2 separate regions of the Mus musculus genome follow, and region 1 is linked to region 2. The links are chromatin contacts, called in public targeted proximity ligation maps. All regions are on one chromosome and are shown on one strand. The core of a region is the stretch at or near the end of the contact, and the rest is flanking DNA. Distances in the headings are between cores, read along the strand shown. Region 1 overlaps Ms4a15 (membrane-spanning 4-domains, subfamily A, member 15). Region 2 overlaps A430093F15Rik (RIKEN cDNA A430093F15 gene).

What was found.
Region 1: a contact with region 2 is called in a targeted proximity ligation map of memory CD8 T cells, with 6 read pairs. A contact is called at or near these places in 2 of 39 promoter capture datasets (HPC-7-derived erythroid cells and liver), 2 of 484 Hi-C or Micro-C datasets (the HPC-7 cell line and nephron progenitors), 1 of 130 datasets of targeted methods (memory CD8 T cells) and 3 of 9 other capture datasets (adipose tissue, liver and pancreatic islet).

What each region holds. Positions count from the first base shown.
Region 1 is chr19:10,978,498-10,982,426 of GRCm38.p6, reverse strand. It overlaps Ms4a15 (membrane-spanning 4-domains, subfamily A, member 15), which reads left to right. Exons shown (of 7, transcript NM_001034898.2): 4 at 1,078-1,134; 5 at 1,765-1,857; 6 at 2,215-2,328; 7 at 3,102-3,929. The coding sequence ends at 3,218. Among named protein-coding and RNA genes, the nearest start is that of Ms4a10, 5.8 kb to the right of the region's middle.
Region 2 is chr19:10,782,274-10,786,542 of GRCm38.p6, reverse strand. It overlaps A430093F15Rik (RIKEN cDNA A430093F15 gene), which reads right to left. Exons shown (of 4, transcript NR_027805.1): 2 at 3,462-4,269; 3 at 1,198-1,310; 4 at 500-1,125. Among named protein-coding and RNA genes, the nearest start is that of A430093F15Rik, 43 kb to the right of the region's middle.

The sequences.
Region 1 (3,929 bases), core at 1,152-3,651, 200 kb before region 2:
TTGGGAAGAAACAAAGGTAGCACTGTTCTTTAAAATCCCTCCTGCTTCAAAATCTGTCACAAATGTGTGCCATTCCCATGGTAGGAGGGGTAATAAACGCCTGTTTGTCAGTCTCTCGAGAGACAACAGGGTCCTGCGGCCTAGGCGGGGCATATGTAGCTTTTATCTTAAAACTTCACAGGGCCAGGGAGAGAGTTCAGTGTGTAATGAACTTACACGGCAAGAGTGAGGGCTTGAGTCCTTACCTCCACCACCCTTGTCAAAAGCCCACCTGGGCTGGTGAAAAAGAGACTGACAGCCCTTCTCACAACTCACTGGTCAACCACCTGGCATAATCAGTGAGCCCAAGTCCACATAAGAAGTCGTATCTCAAAACCGAAGTGGGCAGTTCCTATGGAGGAATGACACTCAAGGTTGACCTTAGCACAGAGGCACGCATGCACAAGTACACACACACAGAGGCATGCATGCACAAGCATACACACATACATACAGAGAGAGAGAGAGAGAGAGAGAGAGAGAGAGAGAGAGAGGCATGCACATGCCCTCATGTGTATATGAGAGAAGTAGCTCTTCATTTTATGTTCTTGACACCCAACTGCTACTTGTTAAGTGAATATTAGAAGGAAAGGTGAGTGTACTATGACACTTCAGTAATATACCGTCAACGAAAATGCATACCTAGTAAACCATGGCTTGAGGTCTCAAGACAGAGAGAGGCCTCTTTGTGTTTGTTTTTGTTGTTGTTGTTTATTTGTTTGTTTGTTGAGACAGGGTCTCTATTTGTTGCCCTAGCTGTCCTAGAACTCACTACATAGAGCAGACAGGCCTTGAACTCACAGAGTCACTTGCCTCTGCCTCCCAAGTGCTGGGATTAAAGGCGTGTGCCACCATGCCCAAGGACAGGGGCCTCTTACAGAACCACTAAGATTAGGACTATATCCAAGATGCCTGGCCAAGATGCAGACAAGGAAGTTGATGCCCCTCTATCTGTTACCTTCTTGATGGGACCTAGGTATGATGCTCCCTGCACGTGTCTCAGCCAAAACCCCATTGGGCTCTCTCTTCCCCACACAGTTTATCATCTCTGGGTCCCTCTCCGTAGCAGCTGAGAGGAACCACACCAGTTGCCTGGTAAGTCTGAATGGACACAGAGAGCCAGGGATAGGGATGGTGCCCACCTACCTGGGTGCCACTCGGGACCCCGCTCCCATCTGCTCACTCATTTGGCCCATTCAACAAGCACTCCTTGGAGATTTTCTAAGTGTCCACAGAAGGAATTTAAACATCCACATACAGAAGGAGGAGACGAGACACTTGCAAAATGCCACCCAAGGTAGATGGTAAGAGTCTAGTGATAAAGTCTTCACAGACTTTCAGAGGAGGCAGTCGCAGGAAGGGTCCCCAAGAGAATAGCCACCAAGTTGTTAAGGTAGATGGGCCTGGGCCTGAGGGAAGACAAGTTGGGGGTTGGGAGGGAGGTGGCAGATGCATGCTGCAAACATGTCCCAGGAAAGCCACTAAGAGGGTTAGGCCTCCTTCCCAGAAGCTCCCAAGAGGATGGAAGAAGCAGAGAGAGGCATCAGGGCCTTTTCTTGGGGTCTCAGGGAAAGAGAAGAGAAAGAATGGGGAAAGGAAAACCCAGCCTCCTCCAATGCTAATGGCCCCAAGCCCCTAGGCCGGGAAGGAGGGTGCAGGAGACTGGGCACAGTGAGTGTCCTTTCTCCTCTTTGCCTCTTCTTGTTGCTCCTCTTCCTCCCACAGTTGAAGAGCAGTCTGGGAACCAACATCCTCAGTGCCATGGCAGCCTTCGCGGGGACAGCCATTCTTCTCATGGACTTTGGTGTCACTAACTGGGTGTGTTGGCAGATGTCCCAAGGGGTGATAAACCCAGAGAGATGAGGGTTATAGCCAGGACTAGGGAAGACCCAAGAGTCTGCAGTCCTGGGCTAGTTGCAGAGCCTGATGCTCCAGTAGACCTCATGAGTGTACTGACACCTTGACCCTACCCCACGTCGGATGGGGAAGGCAGGGGAAGGGAGATGAGACCCCGTAGAATGGAAGGAGTGAGGCCCAAGGCTGGAGTCAGGAAGGCTGGAGCCAGGTACACACATCTGCCTCTTGCCTGGGAAAGTTATTCTTGGTCCGGGGGGGGAGGGGGTCTCTTTACTTTTAAACGCTCTGTTTGCCTTGACTGTGGGTTTGGGTTCTCAGGATGTGGGCAGGGGCTACCTTGCCGTGTTGACCATCTTCACCATCCTGGAGTTCTTCATCGCTGTCATTGCCACCCACTTTGGGTGCCAAGCCACCCGTGCTCAAACTAACGCAGTAAGTATTCTCACACCACGTCCAGAGCCCCTGAGGTTGCCTGTTGTCCAGGAAGAGGTTACTCCTGCAGCCCCTCCCACTTCCCCTTTGTGGCTGAGCTGTGATGAGAACCTCAAGTTTTGAAATGGGACTATTCACCCGTGGCCACTGGGGGCGCCAACACTATAGGCAGAACTGAAATTCTTCTGGAATCAGAGGACAGGGTTGGGGAGGGCGAGGCGTGCACCTTGCACAGAGGAGCCCACAGACTGCCTACAGATGGACACATCAGAAAAGACAGCATGTCTCAGTGGAAGCTCATTTTTCCAGGGGAAAATAGGAGGCGGGTGGAAGAGAGTGGGAAGAGGGGGTTCTGATAGCGCAGAGGCTTGCCTGGAAGGAGAATGTAGAGGATGGCAGGTGCCATTTAAAGTTGGAGCAGGAGGATGAACTAGATTAAAGGAGCCCAGTGAGTGACTACTACTGTGAGAGCAGCATGTTCAGGCAAGAACTATAGAAGCCCCGGGTTCAGCAGAGACTATCCAGAGAGGAAATATCAGCTCACTAGCCCCTAGGGGAAATGAGGTTTTGTCTACTTTGCTAGCTTCAGTGTGTCCAAGTCCTAGCTCATAACTGACCCTAGAAAATGTTTGCTAACATGTCAGTTACACGATGCTTTTGTGTGAGAGAGCTGCTGTTCTCTGAATACCCACGGGGTGGCACTATTGCAACGCTCCCCGAAGACCGCAGAGCCACCCAAAATTTGGGATTTTTTTTTTTTTTTTTCTTTGCAGTCTGTGATTTTCCTACCCAATGCCTTTGGCACGGATTTCAACATCCCCAGCCCAGCAGTCTCTCCACCTCCTGCCTATGACAACGTGGCATATATGCCCAAGGAGTCATCAGAATAGATTACAAGTTCTGCAGGTTGAAGTCCAGGCTTCCCACTTTACCCAGAGCCTCTCCACCCTCACTTTGTCCGTTCTAAGGCAGCGGTTTCCCAGCGAGACTCTCCAAGCCATGTGCACTGTGTCACTGAGTGACATGTTCCATCCATTTCCTAGTTCCTCCAATACTGTCTTTCCAAAAAAGGCATAAAGCTGGTGTCCAGGGTGTGCCCATTCTCAGCCCTGTCACCTGACATAGACGTCCCGTACACTCCTCCTCAGTCCTCTGCTCATCGTGGGAAATCTTGGCTTCGCAGAGGTTTCGGAGGTTTGTCTTCAAGATCATTAAGCACGGAGAACTCAGAATGTTCCAGAATAGACTGGCATTTCAGAGGCTCAGAGCAAGGCTTGACCTCCAGGCTCCTAGCTCCGAAGATCAGCTCTGTCCTTTGTCATCTGCTGTTACATCTTTGGGATTTCATTTTCCCACCCGGAAACTAGAGTGTTAAACTACACCACATAAGACTAAGGCGTGATGGCGCACGCCTTTAATCCCAGCATTTGGGAGATTGAGGCCAGCCTGGTCTACAGAGTGAGTTCCAGGACAGGACAGTCAGGGCTACACAGAGAAACCCTGTCTCGAAAACCAAAAAAAAGCACCTCTTGGCTAAGCCCTGCATTTCTCTTCTCCACCCCGGAACCTCCTTCTCCTTATTTGTAACAGAAGATTGGCAT
Region 2 (4,269 bases), core at 1,058-3,557:
AACCCCTAAACTTGGCTCTATGCCTCCTGCCTCGGCCCTCAGTCCTTTCACCTCTCTGTAGCTTGAAGCGGCAGGAGGGACCAGTTATAGACACAGACATTCAACAGGGAGACCTGTACCGGGCAGGACTATTGACCCTTCAGCCAACTCTCACGGGGCTTAGGGTCAGCCTTGTACACACATTCACACACACATACACACACACACACACACACACACACACACACACACACACACACGATGGGGACAGCCAGTGCAGAGCCACCACAGCCAGGTTGCCCTGTTAATGGGAGCTGCAAAGGCTCTGGCAGTAGGGAGCTCCCTAGGGAGGATGACAGACGTGACACTTGCTCTGGGCCCTACCCTGTGAAGACCCTGAGTGACTTTGCCATTGATTCAAAGCACTTCCTTGGCCCATTTCCCCCCATGTGTCTTCAAGATTTTATCTGTGAACTGCTTGCTCCTCTGGCTCCCTTACTAGATTTTCCTTAAACTCATTGTGTAGAAAATAAAATAAAAATAAATTTATTTTCAATGGGATCTTTGACATTTTACAAAGCATCCAACATGTGTTTCTTGAAAGACAAAATACAAAGACTCAGGGGCAGCCTCCTCTCAGAGGGGCCTGAGAGAGGCAGCCATGGTGCTAGGGTTTTCCTTTACTAAGAAGGCATTGATGGGCAGGCACAAACAGAGTGAGGTTTACAAGTCAAGTAACAGGATGCAATCAGGGTCAAGTTTCATGCTCTGAACGTATGCCGGAGTCTGTAAAGAAATAGTCTTGCTTTTAGGAAACACACCAGTTATCCCAACACTCAGGAGCCTGAGGCAGGAGGATGAGAGGTTCATGATCATACTTAACTATATAGTGAGTTCAAGGCCAGCCCAAGCAAACTCACAGGCATTGCTTTTCCACTAGAGACCTGTCCAGTGGCTGTAGGTTCTAGAACTTCATTTCAGGAGCACTCGGCACGTGTGGAGTCCAGGCACCTAGAAGATAGGGACTGTGTCCTTGGGAAAAGCATCCTTGGTGTGGAACTGTCTCCAGCCGAACTGGCCTCTCTGAATCCCACATTCCTGGGGTCCCAGAAGTTTAGGGTGTCGGCCTCAGGGCTAGATGGAGAGCTGAAGAGGAAGCAAGAAAACCATCAGCTCAGAGGCCAAGGGGGCAGCCCCAACCTCCTCTCACACACATACCATCCAAGGAAACTGAGCTTTGAGAGTCTGCCCTGACTCGTGGCTCCAGCTGGCTCCGATCCCTTCTGGCCGCCAGCGCAGCTTTCTCGCCATCTGCCTCGGGCCATATTTCCCTTTAAAAACAACTTTTATTTTAAATTATTTTAAGACTTTCATAGATGGCACAGAAAATTTCCCTACACCCTGGGCTCACTTTCCTGTTATGAGCCACTTGCGCAAGCAACATGAATTTATCACAATTAAGAGAATAGCAGTCAGGCGTGGCAGGACAAGCCTGTAATCCCAGCACTAGAGAGCTGAGGAGGGGGATGGAGACTTCAAGGCCAATAGCAATCAGCCTGATCTGTTTTTCCAATCCCTTCACCAAGAGTCTGGGTCCAAAACCTAGGGATGACTGGCATCTTCAACCTGTGCCAATGGCACACACTGCCAGTCACCATGACAGATGCTGACCTTGTATGTCTGCCTGAAGTGGCTTCCGACAGCTGTCTCCACTGTGAAGCTACAGTTTACCAGTCCTGTTTGCTTTTTTTGGGAGGGGTGGGGGTGGGAGTGAGAGGAGAGAAGGGGAGGGAAGCTTGGATCAGAAGGTAAAGTAAATAAATTAATTAATGAAGGAAGGAAAAAGATACATATGAGACACTAAGTGCACAGTCTGGATTTAGGAGATTTCGCCCCATTACAGCAGAGTCCCCTGTGAAGGAGAGGCAGGCTGATACCCTGCTCCACAGTGGCTGCATCTCAATTACCCAAATCTGCAGGTGAAAGGCCTGCTGCCCACCACCTTCCTAAGTGCGCTTGGAGAACACTGCTCTACAAGGACCAATGGAGACACAAAGATGCTAATTCAGGTAGTCAGAGCAGAGAAACCCGCTGATGACCAAACTCAGTGAAAGTTGAGCATGAGCCAGTAGCCAGCTCAGAAAAATGCCCTCGCACAGCCCTGAGGCACCCTCATCACCCACAAGGAAGGGGTGGGATAGAGAACTAGACTAGCCTCCATGTGGGGCTGCCCAGGACCATCTGGCCCACGTGACCTCCAAGGCATCTACCCTACTGTGTGTGCAGCCAGGGAAGGTCTTAGGTTAATTGTCTCTCTTTGTTTAAGAAGCAGGCTTGTTTCTTCCTTTGACATGTCTTTCTATAAATAGGCTACCCTTCTTCTACCTGAACATCTGTGTCCCACAAAGGTTTTTCAAACGTCACAGATGAGTGTCACTGCCTTTTTTCACTCCTGCTCCAAATTAAAACAAGAACCCATTGTCATCATCCCCCAGCTCCAACACCTCCCTGCCCCCTTCTTAATTTGAAGCTCGCTGACATCACCCTCGGGTGTCCTTCTCCAGGCTGTAGGCACTCAGGCCCCGCCAGAGCTCTGAGTAACACATCTGACCAGGCAGGTCCCCAAGTTCATCACTTTTTAATTAAGCAACATGAACTAATTAAAAGTAATTAGAAGTGAGGCTTCAAAGGAGCAGAGTGAGACACATAAGCTACTGTCCCAAAAGCAGAGAGAAACAGGGGAGGACAACAGACAGGCTCTCACTATGAAGCCCAGGCTAACTCTAACTCATGACCTTCCTGTCTCTGCCTTCAAAGTGCTGGGATGGCAAGCCTGGACTACCACGGCCAGCTGAGAAATGGTTTTTGTACTAAACTCATATAGAACAGAAGCCAAAGCCACCCCTCTGCTCCCACATTCTTCACAGTCTTCATTGAGTTTGCAAATATGTCACCTGTTCATGTTCAAGGGCTCCTCGTTCTTCTGTTCTCTAACTTGCTCGTGTAACAACCCTCAGTGGCAGTCATAGCTATTAGCCCCAGAAAGACTCAAACCCAGCCCAGACTGAGTCTGAGACTTCCTCTCTTACCACTGTCAGCCTCTCTTCCCGCTCAGGCGCCAAGGGTGTGGCAAGACAATGAACCCCTCTAATAAACCCATTCAAGGACATCTGATTTCCCCCCACCAGGACAGTGCCCACACAAAAAACAGAAAGCAAAGCTTTATGTGTCTGCAACAGTTTTATCGTCACCATCTTAGCAGCCACCCCCTCCAGGATCTGGATCTATAGATGCAGTGCACCTCTGGTCTGAGAGGCTTCCTTGGGGGAGGGGAGTTACAAAGGGACCTTTGGCAACATCTCAAGCACTCAAGGGAAGAGTGCTCATTGGCCCATAACCTTAGTGGCCCAGCCCTCACTTCCAGGAGTGACTGAGGGACAGAGCTCCCATAGGGGCTTCGGATCTACCAGACCCAACTGTACCTCAGCATCAGCAGAAACCATTACCAAGAGGCTCAGCCAGCAGAGATGCAGTGTCCTAAGGAGAGGCTTTGCAACACATCACCCTCTCCTCTCTCTAGAGGAGCGGCTGAGGCCCAAGGATTGCTGGCAAATTCCAGGACTTTGCCCAGCTTTGGAGACGAAGTCACTGATGCTGAGAGAGTCTCACTGGCCATAGCTGAGACATGAGTCCACAGTATAGACTTTCCCCTCTTTAAGGCCTCCAACTGGCAATCCAGAGGCCAGTCAATCTCTAGATGAGCATTTGTCTGGCAATGCTGAGGGTGAACCCATGACCCACACACATCCGGGAAGCGCCCTGCCACTGAGCTATAAGTTCAACCTTTCCTTCATTTTAAAAATTTTATGTTTTTGGAGTCAAGAGTCTCACTAAGTTGCCCTGGTTGACCACGGAGTGGGTGACAGACATATGTGCCAGTCCTCAAGTCTTGTACCAGGGTGGGGCTGGCAGGGTATAGCACCCTTCCAGTTTGCTGTGTCTGGCTTCCTTGAGGCTGCTACAGGTCCAGGAAGTTTGTAACCTGAGAAGGGGCCACGGAAGGCATCCAGGGACACCTCAGGGTGTTTGTAAGTGAACACATGGACTCATACAAACTTTCATCTGTCGGCTACAAACGCTGAAACTGAAGGCTCTGGAAGAGCTCCTTCCCAAAATGTCCACAGCCAACGCCAATGCCTACTGAGGGGCCATTAGTCCCTGCTCCGTCTTCAGTAAGAGGCCTGCCTTCTCTAGAGTTGGTTTAAAAGATGGCTTCTCCTGGGAGATGCT